2 separate regions of the Mus musculus genome follow, and region 1 is linked to region 2. A link is a contact called in public ChIA-PET data. All regions are on one chromosome and are shown on one strand. The core of a region is the stretch at or near the end of the contact, and the rest is flanking DNA. Distances in the headings are between cores, read along the strand shown. Region 1 overlaps 4930565D16Rik (RIKEN cDNA 4930565D16 gene). Region 2 overlaps Fhdc1 (FH2 domain containing 1).

Region 1 (6,682 bases), core at 1,411-3,910, 110 kb after region 2:
TCATTGTGTGGCTCCAGGTGGTTACACCATCCGGGAGAAGAGATGGCATCCTGGAGAAGAGAGAGCTGCCCCCTGACTTCACACAGGCCTCAGTTCCACATCCTGCTTCTCTATCCTATTCCGACAAAAGATTTTCATTCCTGGGAACTGGAGCGAAGGTGACTCTGCTTCTTGGGTTTTGGGAAAGATTCAGGTAGATGTATAAGGCACCTGGATCATCGTGGATGCTCAGTGATGGGCTCTAGGATGTAATTCAGTGAAAGAACACAAACTTAGTACACCACAGCTCCCAGTTCAGTCTTCAGCAAGTACACACACACACACACACACACACACACACAGACAGACACACACAGAGACAGACACACACAGACACACACACACAGACACACACACACACAGACACACACACACACACCACAATGTCTGAAGGGTCTCTCTTGACCCAGTCAGCTGCATGGGCTTTTCTTGTATTGATCAGAAAGCTCTAAACACTGAAATTCTCTGCCACAAGGCTCTAAATACCTATAGCTGGTTCATTGCACAGTGTGTGTTACCATCTTTCTCAGATACTTACTTGCACTTCTTCCCAAACTATCAGTTGTTGATAAGTGGCCCATATGCTGCACTTTGAGCAAGCCTGCGTATCCCAGCTCCATCTCTGGTTCATAGTTTCCCCACTGCTTACCTACATCAATCACATCAGCTTTCTGTGATGGCGACAAGAACAAAACAAAACAAAACAAAAACGGCAAACAAACAAAAATCCCAGCTGTACTGGCTAGTTTTGTGTCAATTTGACACAGGCTGGAGTTATCACAGAGAAAGGAGCTTCAGTTGGGGAAATGCCTCCATGAGATCCAGCTGTAAGGCATTTTCTCAATTAGTGATCAAGGGGGGAGGTCCCCTTGTGGATGGGACCATCTCTGGGTTGGTAGTCTTGGTTCTATAATACAGCAGGCTGAGCAAGCCAGGGGAAGCAAGCCAGTAAGGAACATCCCTCCATGGCCTCTGCATCAGCTCCTGCTTCCTGACCTGCCTGAGTTCCAGTCCTGACTTCCTTTGGTGATGAACAGCAATGTGAAAAGTGTGAGCTGAATAAACCCTTTCCTCCCCAACTTGCTTCTTGATCATGATGATTGTGCAGGACTAGAAACCCTGACTAAGACACCAACCAACACCAGCACTCCCGATATCCAGCTTGTAAGGAGATTGGTGTATTTGTCTTAGCTTCCCAGGTTCCATCCACAGTTGCACAGTCCTGTCGCCTTGGGCCTGTAGCAGCCCAGTACTTCATGGTAGGAAGCAAACAGAGGGAAAGGAAGAGCCTGGGCCACTGTCTCTTTCAGTGCATACCTCCAGTGGCCAACCCTTCTTTCACAAGGCCCCAGTTCTCCACCACATCCCCGTAATGCTGTGGGTGGGGACTGGGCCTTTGGGAGGCTCTCCAGCTCACTGCTGTGTGTATAGCACTACCCATGACAGAGGCCCATCCTCAGCCCTTCCTCATCTCCAGGTGTTGTTCTTGTACAGACAGGTGAGTCCTTCCAGCGGGTTCCGCCGCTAGCAGTCTTCACTGTGTGGCAGCACTCTTCATGTGGAAGAATGGAAAACGCACCTACTAGAATTTTGTGATGTTTCCTGGTTTTCATTTTGGATGATACAGGGGGGCCATAGCTTATACTTTGCCAAAGCTATTTTGCCCATGTTAGAAATATTCTGATATATTTATTCCAAATTATCCAATGTCCTCTGAACTTGAAGGTATCTTTAAAACACACATCTTTTCCTAAGCTTTGTGCCCACCATGGAGGGAGGGTTCCTCTGGGCCAGGAAGAAATGCAAGTCATGTCCATGTCCTAGATGTCACCTGAGTTAGACTGGAGCAGAGCAAGGTGGCACCACATACCAGGCTCTGGGAGAGTGCTTACACACGGGAGAACAGCAATGGGACATCAGCATTTTAATGAACAATTTTAATGGCTTACCCCGAGTAATCCCCCTGATTTGGAAGGATTAAATTTCGTTTGACAAAACCACTGGTGCATGGGGAAAGAAGTCTCCTGAACTACTTATTGCTCCAGCAGGGGCTTGGCAGGGCCAGGGGGCCTGCAAGATACACAGCTGGTGGGAACCACTGTGTCCAGACTCGTGAAAACTGCCTGGCACCTGAAAACAGGCCCTTCAAAACAGTCACAAGAAGTTGGGGTCAAACCTACTGAGGTGATGGAGAGGAAAACAGAGTCTAAGCCACGTTAGCTACAACCAGCGCAGACTCCGTTCCCTACCGGTCTCATAGGTTCTCCGTTCATCTCCCTCTTCCCTCCCTCTCCTGATCCCCATCCCAAGCCATCAGATATTCTGTATATTTAGATGGCCCCCAATTTATAATCATATTGCTAAGAGAAATTAAAGAAGATATAGTAGGAAGGTATTTCCTGTTGAACTTTTATACCCCGGAAGGCAGTAATATTATTCAAATTTCCATACTACACAAAGTGATCTAAAAACTCAGTGTTATTGTGTGTAGGTGTGTGTGTGTGTTGGGGGAGTGTGTGTCTGTAAACATGAGTGCAGGTACCCTCAGAGGCCAGAGACTTCAGGTCCCCTGGAGCTGGAGTTCCAGACAGTTGTGTGCCACCTGCTGTTGATGCTGGGAACTACATCTGGGTCCTCTGAGAGTCAGCTCTGAGGTTAAACGTTTTTAACCTCTGAGCTGACTCTCCAGGCTCTAGCCTTCATTGTTTTCAACTTTAATTCCATTAAAACCATTTTGGGCATATATGTGTTCATGTGCCCATGTGTGGGGTCCCCTGCTTGTGTCAGCTCCTGTAAAGGTCAGAGGACAACTTTCAGGAGTCAATTCTCATCTTCACTGTTATCGGAGGCAGAATCTCTTGCTTGTGGTCTGTTTCAGGCTAGCTGGCCAGAGAGCTTCCAGGCAGCGTGCTTCCCCTGTCTCACCACAGGAGCACTGGCCTTACAGATGTGTGCTACCGAATCCAGCCTTTATATGTAGGTTCTGGGGATTCACAGCTTTTACCCATTAAGACATCTTTCTGGCCCCAGGTTTTTTTTAGCAACAGTTCCCACACATTTACTAGCCAGTATCCCTGTCAGTAAAACCCTTTCTTCTCCTCTGTTGGCTGCAATGTTAATTCACCTACCTTTTTGGTATGGACTCAGACATTTCTCTTCTAAATTGTGAAGCAAATGTTCATTGGAATTTAGACAGGATTTGTATTATTTCTTGAATTTTTCAATGACCTCAAACTTTGGGTTTTCAAATTCGAAGGTAGGAAGCAAATTCTTTGTCTGCGTTGGCAAACATTTGAGCCTCAAAAGCTCTGCTCAGCCCTTGGGACTGCTACTCCGGGGCCATAGCGGCAGGCCCTCCAGATGTCTGTGGCCTTGATTTGTATTCTCCCTTCCTGTCCATGAAGAGTTTCTCTTCAGGATTAATTTTCTTATTAAACGTCACCTCTGTCACAGCAGAAGTGTGCTGCACAGACTGCCTACCAAAGTCCAGGCAAGAGACCTCAGAGCCTCTGAAGACCACGCTGCCCTGAGCAACTTGCCCTGAGTCCTGAGCAGCCACGGCCACCACCACAATTTCAGACGTTTTAAAATGGACTGTAGTTCACTTCTCCTCTCTCCAGTGTGGTGCTTGGGTTGTTCCGGGACTGGCTAGAAGGAGCCCATCCTCTGTTCCCTGACCTGCAGCCCTGGCTCACTTGATGACAAAACAAAATGCTTAGCCAAAGAAAGGAAGAAAAGAGAGAGCCATGGAGACGGTAGAAAGAGAGCAGGAGGGGCTGCTGAGGAGACTGGGGGCATAGGGGCAGACTAGGAGCCCTCTGTGAGAATCGGCCTGTCAGTCTCTCAGGATGTAAGGACCAGAGAGCTGCATATGAGAACACTATGGTGGTACCTGTGCTCTGGGGCCATTCTTGACAGTAACAAATGATGGAGGGACAACCCAGGAGTGGGTAGGGAGTGGAGAAGAAAATGGCCTTCAACTTTTAGCATCTACTCAAGCATCTAGATACAACTTGGTTGTGTAAAAAGTATGGAAGTGGTTCCATATTTTTCAACTGTGTGTGTGTGTATGTGTGTGTGTGTGTGTGTGTGTGTGTGTGTGTGTGTTGTATGTGTATGTATTCAACTGTATATTTTCATTCTTTGTGAGCCCTCTCCAGGACTCTCCCCAGATCTGCTTGGCTTTCTTCTCCTGTCGGTCAGCCTCATCTCCCACGGGGCAGGAGTGCTTCCTGGGCCATTCTAGATTAGCCACGCTATTTTAACAACCTCTTTGTCATGGCTGGGACAAAAATTCCTGCAAATGTCTCTGCCTGGCCCCGATCAGAGCCTATCCTTGTGCCTGGATGGATTCTCACAGCCAGGCCTGGCCTATGAAACTCTCCTTAGAACAGGGAGTGTGGGTGAAGCCTGTCAAAACATACAGGTTGGGAGTGCAGAGATGGCTGGGTTACCCAAGATCTCTGGAGTTGACTACCAAAAACGAGAAGGGAAAATCTGGAAAACTGACAGGAAGTCTCGTTCATTGTGTGTGAAACACGGAGCTTGGTGACTGTGAGACTGGCTGATGAACCAAGGTGTAGCCATTTTGCAGGACAGCCCTTTGTCCCTCTGCATAAGCCCCCTTACAAGAAAGAAGCCCTGACATTCCCTTGGACACTGAGGCCTCTGTCCATCTGTCCTTGCTGCTGGCCTAGGCACTGATGACAGTGCTGCCCAGGAGCACAGAGGATGAAAATAGGCCAAGCCTCTCCTAAGGAGGCTTTCCATCAAGACGGGCCCCTGTTTCATCATCTCTCCCTAGGCCTAGCAGGTCCAACAGGGACATGTCTGTCACGGTGGTGCGTTACGTCATGTCAGATGGCAATCGAAGGTGCTGTTAACTTAAGCTGACAGGAGCGCTGTGGCAATCTGCTTATCTGAATGCCACCCTTGCTGAGTAGAGGGCCATTATCAGGATTATTCACACAGTGTTACAGCAGTTGGAAGTCTGCAGATTCCTAATTACATCACCTTCTCTTTAGCCACTCAGCACAGATGGGACCTCAAAGGAGACTACCTCCCCCTTCCCCTTACACACCCATTAGGAGTATAATGTCACACTAGGTCAACTTCCAGTGTGCTTTCGCTGTCTCCAAGACCTGCTTTCTGGGTTCCTTCCACAGGTGTGGGCAGTCAGGATTGAGACCCTGTTAGAGCATGAGGCCCTTTCTTGGGATGGTCAGGCCAACACTGGTGTCCAGTGGCCCAAAGTTTTCAACTGACCTATAAAGTTCGAATCTATTTTCCAAATGTGCTGTTTCTTTCAGAACACACAGGGACTGCAAAAGGAGAAAACACAGCATTCGTATGTCAAGGTTCCTTCAAGAGTCCATAGACCCTCCCCAGCTTGCTCACATGAAGCCAACCATGATCTCCACCCTGGGCACACCCCTCCTACGCCTCCTCCTCCAACAAGCCTCCACCTGCAAGGCAAACACGCTCAGAGTTCACCCGCCACACGTACCTTCCCATGCAAACCCAACAAAATTGATGGCAGAAACTGTGGGAAAGAGGCAGGAAGAGAGACTGTGGTTAGCAAGGTGGGTTCAGAGGCGTGGGCTTCTTCATCGCTACGATCCAATAACAACACGAAAGAAAAACACAGCCTGAACTTGAAGCTGAGCAGTTCAGGAGGAAGATCAAGGGTTAGAAGCGAAGGTAGAATCTCTTAAATCCGTGTACCAACTTATTCTCAAGATGTGTTTGAAAGCGCAACCATGCCCTGCATCAAACAATGCTTCAGACTCAGGTGGCAGCTCTCACTCCCCCTCTGGGCTTAGCTGCTCCAGAAACCAGTGCTTCGGAGGAATATTTTGGGAGCCCCCGATTTGTCCCAGCTGTCTCTTATGGGCTCAGGGATGGACATTTCGTGCGGCATTCTCTGATGTATGCCTCTGTGTCTTAACTTTCCCCTTTGCCATATCAATCATATCTGATTAGGGCATAGTCTCGATGATCTCACTTTGATCAGATGTCCAAATAAACTCACTTTCCGCGGTACGGAGGCATAGTGGTCGCCAATCTGGATCAAGGCGGTGTGGTTACAGCACAGCTCTACCCATGATGCTCTAGTTTCCCAGCCTCCCATGCGGTGAGTTTCTGCTCTCAAGGCAGTGCTCTGGTACTAACACATCATCATTTTTCCTTCCAGCCTTTTCATTGGCTGAGTACATCTGACAGACTCTGCCATCTACAGCTCATGGGAAGAGCTTGGAGGTGTCATTACATCAGAGGAAGGCCTGGGTTTCCTCTCTCTCTCAAGATCATGATGCTGTTGAGGGGGTCGGAGTTCTGAGTTCCTCAAGGTGATGGAGCTCATTCCAGGATGGAGAGGTTCCTCCTCTGTCAGGTCTCCTCAGACCAACTCTGAGTAGTCGGTGGCTATGACAACTGTCTCCCACAAGAATGCTTGCATTAGCAGCTTTTCGTTACGGTGACAAGACCCCCAAATCAGCAACTTACAGGAGGAAGATTTATTTGGCTTGTGACTCCAACCTACAGTCCAATCTACAGCACTGTGGTTTTGGCCTGTGGCAAGGCAGAGTATCTTGGTGAACTGCAGATGGTCCATGAGGCTGCTCATACTGTGGACAGGAAGCAG
Region 2 (7,017 bases), core at 901-3,400:
CTAGAGTAGCAATCGTTAAAGCCATCCACAGTTGTGACGAAGGCAACCCTTATTTCTGAAGAAAAATTCAAGAAGAAATTACCCATATCCGTATGCCAATAATCACTGAAATAGAACAGCATATCATTTTACAAAAGATTTTATTTCTGTAAATAAAAATGAAAAGAGACATTTTGTAAGTAAAAGGTAAGGAGTAGCTGAAGTGCGCTCGGATGTCTGAGGCTCTGGTGGGTCCCTAGTGCTGTAAGAAAAACAAATAACAAATAAAGATGGTAATTGGCTCACATATCCTGTCTTCCAAAAGTCCTGCGGACTCCTCATTGAACCCCCATCCCAGACATCACTTATGAAAGTTGACTGTAATGCCATCAGTAACAGGAGGGATAGATTTTTTTTTTTTATGTTAACTGGTTTTAAGTTCACAGTGGATATTAGTGGGTAACTGGAGACTCTAGTTATATTCATATATATCTGATAATGGGACACACTCTCTCTGCTCCAGATTTTATTTACAAATGAAGTGTAATTTACTTAAGCCCAGATTAATAAATGACATTTATTAATGTAATTGAAGAGTCTTAAAGACCAATGGTCCATTCTCTTTTTTCCTGTATGAAGAATGAGGGTTTAAGAATCTTTGCTAGACTAAGTAGGGTCTAATTAATTTGCGTTTAGGAAAGAGTACTTGCGTTCAGCTCAGAGTGCCTCCCTAGCACGCATGCAGACCTGGATTTGAGTGGGTTTGGAACTGTATTCCCGCAAAGCTTCTCTCCTGACCTCCTTAGCGTTGTTCGGAGTGCTCAGCCCTGACTGAACTCATCACTTTAAAAAAGAAATTATCAAATTTGACAGTGCAGGTGGAAGTGCTCACAAGGCTTCTCATGGTAAACTGAGGCCGGGGAGTGAGGGGAGGCTGCCAGCTTTATGCTGTGACGAGCTGGGAGACACTGTTGTCTTAATATTTGTAATTTTCATGTTCCGTTCAGAAATGAAATGAAATTAGAAAACACAGATTAGTTTTTCCGAAGAGCCAATAGCTGTCGAAGCACCTCTATTTTAAAGATCTTTTTTCTGTTGTCTGAGTTTTGTGGGCTATCACTGGAGCGGAAGCTGTACAGGGGTGGTGGGGGTGGGGCAAGTGAGGAAGAAGCACCTAAGAGTCAGCCTGGTCTCCCAGGCCCCCCAGTTCCAGTTAGTGAGCTAATTGGAAAGAAAGCCTGGGATGGGACCCCTGAGGTGCCTTTGTATTCCCTGTCTGCAGAGCCAAAGCACACACACACATAACCCCCCCCAACCTCACACACACACAACACACACACACACACACATACACACAAACACACACACACACACACACACACACACACACACACACACACACACACCCTACCCCGTGCAGGGTCAACCTCCGTCTAATCGTGTGACAGGCCTGCCCCTCATCTTGTTTACATTACTGACTCTGGGCTGCAGCTCACCACACCCTCCACACTCAGCTTCAGCAGAACCCCCCCCCCCACACACACACACCAGGACACCCCTCCTGGAGCTGCCAGGGGTAGGTGCTGTCTGAGGGGCTTCAGGGGAAACAGAAGCTGCCTTAAGAATGCTCTGTACCCCATGGTACTCTCTAGAGTCTCAGAGCCCCAGTGGTCTATGATGGAGGTGAACGGATATGCTAAGGACATGGAGGAGCCTGGGCCAAAATGAGAGAGGGTTGGGAACGTGGCAGAGATACAGGAGCAAATGCTTAAGTGTGCTGGAATGTAACACAGTTCTTCGTTTTGGCACAGGAAAGGACTAGACTTCTCCGGAAGCCCTCCTATGCCAGGCACTGGAGGGGATGAAATGAAACTGGGTGATGCTTTATCCACAGCACAGAGAAAGTCCATCAGCCAGGGAGGTGATTACTCTGAGCCTTTTCTTCATCTGCCCTTCACAGGGACACTAGGAGAATCCCCTTGTTTGTAAATCGCATCGGCTCTCAGGGGTTAGAGGGTGTCTTAGGATTGCAGAGGGAGATACAAGAGGGATGGTCTTGAACCCTAGTTTCTTTGACCCTGAACAGTTCTTTCTGTTGCCCTCTGCTCTATATCCTTGGAAGAAGGAAGGGCAAAGGTTGTCAAAACTGCACGCTCACACCACGTGGTCTGGCAGCCTTTCATCACCTCTGCTATCTCAGCCTCGGTGTGAGCAAGTGTCATTCGAACCCTCCTGTAACCTTATCAGCACGCTGACAAATATGAGCGGAAACAGCCGTTTTCTGCTCCTGCCGTCTCCTCAGCTGACAGGCCAGCCGCAGCCAAGGTTAATTTGTCATCAGGGATTTCTCTGCCCTTCACCACTTAGCCTTTATGTGGCCTGTTTGATCATCTTTCTTCCAGTATGTAGCTAGCCCACGCAGAGGAAGAGCTGGGCCCCCGATAAAAGTTCGGGGTGTGTTTTTGTCTACCAGTGATTCCCGTGCCGGGGATGAGGGTGAGGAGGGGCCGGGGTTGTGGTCCAGCCTGGCCTGCCCTGCTTTTGCTGGGGGCCACTGCTCCATTGACGATCTCAGTGTGCCAGGAACACAGCGGGAAGGTGCTGTTTGAGTTGTCTGCTCTGGTCTCTGGTGGATACTCCCCCTACCCCATACTGAGGAAGAAACCAGGGCTTCCTGCATCCTGGAGCAGCCCTTTGTGGCCGAGCACACCCTCTTCCCTCTTAGTTGCTGTCTCTTCTGTAGGTAGCATGTTTGCAGGAAGTCCTGCCTCTCTGAGGCTGTTCCAGTAGATTGAGGCAGGAGGAGGAGGCTGCCATTTGGCCTTGTGAATCTTAAGAGCATGTTCTGGCTTTTACAACACACCACAGGGCACAACAGGGGTCATAATGAGAGGCCCTGGGCTCAGCCAGCAAAATTACGCCTAGCAGTGTTTAAGGCGTGATTTCTGATAATGACAAGAATGCATAATAATTATAGTTTACTCACCTCTCCCCTTGCCTCTCCGCCACTGGGAAGGCACCGTAATCCCTCTTAATGAATACAAAGCTTGCTGGGAACGAACATGAAGAACTATATACACAACATTTAAATTTCTGTCTTCCATCTCCTTTCCTTTAAGATCTATAAACAGTTTTGGGCCTCCTGCATAAGTGAAGGAGATTAATCCTTGCTCTGTCACAGTTTAGCGTATGTTTAGGAGAAGTACTTAAAAGTTTACTTAGAATGGCCCATTCTCATGCTTCAGCCTGAAATTTGTGCTGTTTTCCTAAGCTTTGCACACAGTGAGCAGAGGGTCTTCAAAAAGGTCCAGCCTCACTCTGCCCCTGCCCATATATAGCGAACTGTTCATTCAACTCTGCTCCAGGAGGAATCCGAATCCAGCCTAGGGCTGTCTCTGCTCACAAGTCAGGCACTAGTTGCAATTGAGCTAAACCGGAAGTGTTCAGAGTCCATATGTTGCAGCAAGGTTAAAAATTGGTAAATTCACTTGTGGCTCTCTGAAAATGGGGCAAATGCAGTTTTAGACGTGGCTGTTTTCTGCCCTAACCGAAAAATAAGCAAACAGCAACAACAAACAAAACCGAGAAGCATCCCGCCCAGTTCAGTAGCAGAACTTATTTGCATAGCAGACATGAGGCCCTGGCTTCATCCCAGCTCTGCAAAACTGCAACAGGTGAGAAAAGCAGCCTTGAGGGAGGTCCAACACCGGTTCCGAGTGCCACCGGGACGGGCTACAGCTTCCATTGCTTCAGAGAGCTTGGAGTCATGTGGCCAATAACAATCCAGAGAGTGGGAGAGAAGAGACTTGCAGAGAGCCTGCGAAGTGTAATGTGACTGGGTGGGTGGCTCCATTGCTGTGTAGCATTACAAGACCCTGGGCTGAATATCCACCGTTAAGATGAAGGGAAAGTGCAAATTGGTCAGCACTTCCTCTCAGCAGTTCGCTGCAAGCATGGGCTGTGCCTGTCACTAACAGGACTAAGGTACTACTCACCATAAAGATCCTTAAGAGTGACCTTAGGAGGGATTCTGCTCTTAGCTTGGTCCTGTTTTCTGTGTGGAGAAGGCAGGACCTTTCTGTCTAATCAGTTTGAAAGCTTTGAATCTCTCTGCCTGCCAGTCCTTCTGCTGTATATACGTGTGTGTGTCTAAAAACCTTCATTTAGGTTTTTTGTTTTGTTTTGTTTTTTTAAAAAATAACCTGTTCATAGTGGATATGTAACAAAAACTAAAATGAGGAGCTGGTAATAAGAAAAGCCACTGGTGGCATTGCCACTTAGTTTACAGAGACCTTCCTATCTCTTTTTCGTGTGTGTGTGTGTGTGTGTGTGTGTGTGTGTGTGTGAGAGAGAGAGAGAGAGAGAGAGAAAGAGAGAGAGAGAGAGAGAGAGAGAATGCTCTCTCTCGCATGTGTGCGCAGGAGGATCTACACATCTTATAGGGGGTTGGTTCTGTATCATGTGCATGGCAGAGTGAGCTGATCAAATCCAGCTCCCTTTGCCCATGTCCTCCCTCCCCTGGGCAAGCTTCCTAATTTCCTTCCTACAGTCAAGACGTTTCTTAGCTTCTGTATAGGACAGACAGTGTTCTGTGCGTGCTGTTCAGCAGCAGGCTCACTCCATTTTACCGTAGTGCCATCTGGGTCCATCCATTCTGTTCTGAGAGACTCTTGTCTATAGATGAGTGATGCTCCACTCAGTATAACTCTGTAGCTTCTGTTTCTATCACCTGCTGATCGACATCTAGGCCTGTTCTATAGCTTAGCTACATCATAGGCAGACATCTTAACATCTATTGTTCAGTTGAAGGTTTTTTTTTTTTTTTCTTTTCCCCGAGACAGGGTTTCTCTGTGTAGCCCTGGCTGTCCTGGAACTCACTCTATAGACTAGGCTGGCCTGGAACTCAGAAATCCTCCTGCCTCTGCCTCCTGAGTGCTGGGATTAAAGGCGTGCGCCACCACTGCCCAGCCAGTTGGAGCTTTTTGACTACCTGTAGGAGGTCCAACCTGTACTCATCTGATAGCATAGTCTAGGCTAGCCCAGTGGGAGAACATGTGCTACCCATGTCCAGGCGCTGGGTTCTATCTTCCAGCACTGGGGGTGGGGGTGGGGGGTGAGGAGAAGCCAGGCAAGATGACATGAACCTGAAATCCTAGAATCCAGAAGGCTGAGGTAAGAACATCAAAAGTTTAAGGTTATCTTAGGTTAAATAGTAAAACCCTATATAAAAAGAACACAAAAACAACAGTTGCTTAGATTCACAGTCTGTCGCCTTGTCCTGAAAGAAATTAGTAAAGGGGGAGGGGGGATGAGTTTATTTAGTTTGACCATGAAAAGAAAACCAACAAACAAACAAAACAAAAAAAGATTTTTTTTTTCCTCACTGGTTCCCAAGGCACTCTTGGACTTTATAGAAAGCCAAGAGGCAGAGGCCAGAAAATGTGTGGCCTTCGCAGGGAACGTTCCCCGCCCTTTCCTCAGGGAAGGCAAGGGTGCCGCCTTGCTTGTACGAGGCTGTGCTCATTCTCTTGGTGTGGAGGTCACTAGTGTGCCTTTAGAATTTAGGAAGTCTCCTCCATCACTCCACTGGGTTCTTCAGCATGGGCTACCGCATCAAGCACCAAGCATCTAGCACTGAGCATCTAGCACCGAGCATCTAGCACCGAGCATCTAGCACTGAGCCTCTAGCACCTTAGCAGGGTTGTAACTGACTTGAATGCTACAGTTTTATTTTCTTGTTATTTTTAAGCTAGTCACTTTGGATCAAAGTCATGGTGCTTAAAAAAAAAAAAAAGAAGAAGAAAAAGCACCATCCAGTGGTTTCTCCATGAGCATGAGCTCTGGCCACAGCATTTACGGGTCCAGCAGGAGACCTGGGCCTGGGACTCCATGGTAGAATGCTTGGTTAGTCGCTCAGGGTCCTGGGCTCACTCCCAGATATAAAGATGGATAAGTAGGCAAGCAAGCAACCAGATAACACAGTAGTTGTGGATTTCCTTTGCTTTCTCTCAGATCTACATTTCCTTAGTTTATTTTTCTCACCGAAACATTATTGCCTTAGAATGATTCTAAGATGAAATGTAATCTTAAATTTTAAATAATGATTCTTTTTTTTTCCCCTCTCCCCTTTCTTTTTGTCTTTTAGGTAAAGAAATTAAAGGCATTTAATGGCGATGTATCCAAGCTCTCGCTGGCAGATTCCTTTCTGCACTGCTTGATTCAGGTGCCAAAGTAAGGACGCAGTCCCTGGTTGCTGTTCTCTGGGGAGCGGGGTTGCTGCGGACTTTAATGCTATGGCTTTATCTGCTTCTTGTATTTCAGCTATTCACTTCGGATTGAAGCCATGGTGCTAAAAAAGGAGTTTTTGCCATCTTGTTCCTCTCTGTTCAAAGACATAAGGACTCTGAGAGCAGCTACAAAAGGTAACTGAATGTGTGCTTCCCACGGTTCCTTAGTTTTTGTCAGTTTTGATAGCTGTTTATCTTTATTTTTAAAAAAAATAATTAAGGAATGGAAAGTCCCACTTTGGGATCACCTGAAAAGGAAAACGGAATAAGTAAGGATGAGCAGTTCAAGCAATGAACATTAATTTGCATATTATCTTTCCATGGAAGAAAGTCTCCTTCATCTCAGACTTCAGAGCAAACCTCGCAAGTCACAGCCTGTCCTGCTTCTCGGCATGGTTAACTTTCCACGGTGTGTGTGTGTGTGTGTGTGTGTGTGTGTGTGTGTGTGTGTGTGTGGTGTAGACGGTATGTAGTGTGTGCAGTGTGAATGTGTGTATGTATGTGATATGCATTATGCGTATGTGTGGTGTTTGTGGTATGTAGTATGTATTGCGTGTACTATCTATTGTGTATGTGTGCGGAGCTCGGTATATAGTATGAGGGGTGTGGTTTTGGTGAGTGTGTATAATACGTATGTGTGTGATACATGTCCCTGGACTGTCTACGTCTTCCTTTTTCTGGCCTCTGTTGACTGGGACTGATCTTCCAAAAGCAGGCAGGTCTCTGTTCCAGGCTGCATGCGGCATTGTAC

The links. ChIA-PET counts read pairs in DNA pulled down with a chosen protein or histone mark.
Region 1: an SMC1A ChIA-PET map of the G1E-ER4 cell line shows a contact between it and region 2, with 22 read pairs. The contact joins two enhancer-like sites. A contact is called at or near these places in 1 of 15 datasets of contacts at CTCF or cohesin (the G1E-ER4 cell line), 69 of 484 Hi-C or Micro-C datasets (the AML12 cell line, the C2C12 cell line, the G1E-ER4 cell line and 40 more), 22 of 115 datasets of contacts at active chromatin or transcription factors (CD8 T cells, the HPC-7 cell line, the NIH/3T3 cell line and 16 more) and 5 of 9 other capture datasets (adipose tissue, embryonic stem cells, embryonic tail and 2 more).

Annotation. Positions count from the first base shown.
Region 1 is chr3:84,348,774-84,355,455 of GRCm38.p6, reverse strand. It overlaps 4930565D16Rik (RIKEN cDNA 4930565D16 gene), which reads left to right. Exons shown (of 4, transcript NR_040752.1): 4 at 5,349-6,080. Among named protein-coding and RNA genes, the nearest start is that of 4930565D16Rik, 28 kb to the left of the region's middle. Within about 2 kb of position 2,660, at least 11 of the 459 cell types and tissues checked have an H3K27ac peak or open chromatin away from gene starts, as enhancers often do. A contact at or near this core is called in the G1E-ER4 cell line, the HPC-7 cell line and granulosa cells, where this site is marked.
Region 2 is chr3:84,456,379-84,463,395 of GRCm38.p6, reverse strand. It overlaps Fhdc1 (FH2 domain containing 1), which reads left to right. Exons shown (of 12, transcript NM_001205355.1): 5 at 6,125-6,210; 6 at 6,301-6,401. Among named protein-coding and RNA genes, the nearest start is that of Fhdc1, 20 kb to the left of the region's middle. Within about 2 kb of position 2,150, at least 87 of the 459 cell types and tissues checked have an H3K27ac peak or open chromatin away from gene starts, as enhancers often do. A contact at or near this core is called in the G1E-ER4 cell line, the HPC-7 cell line and granulosa cells, where this site is marked.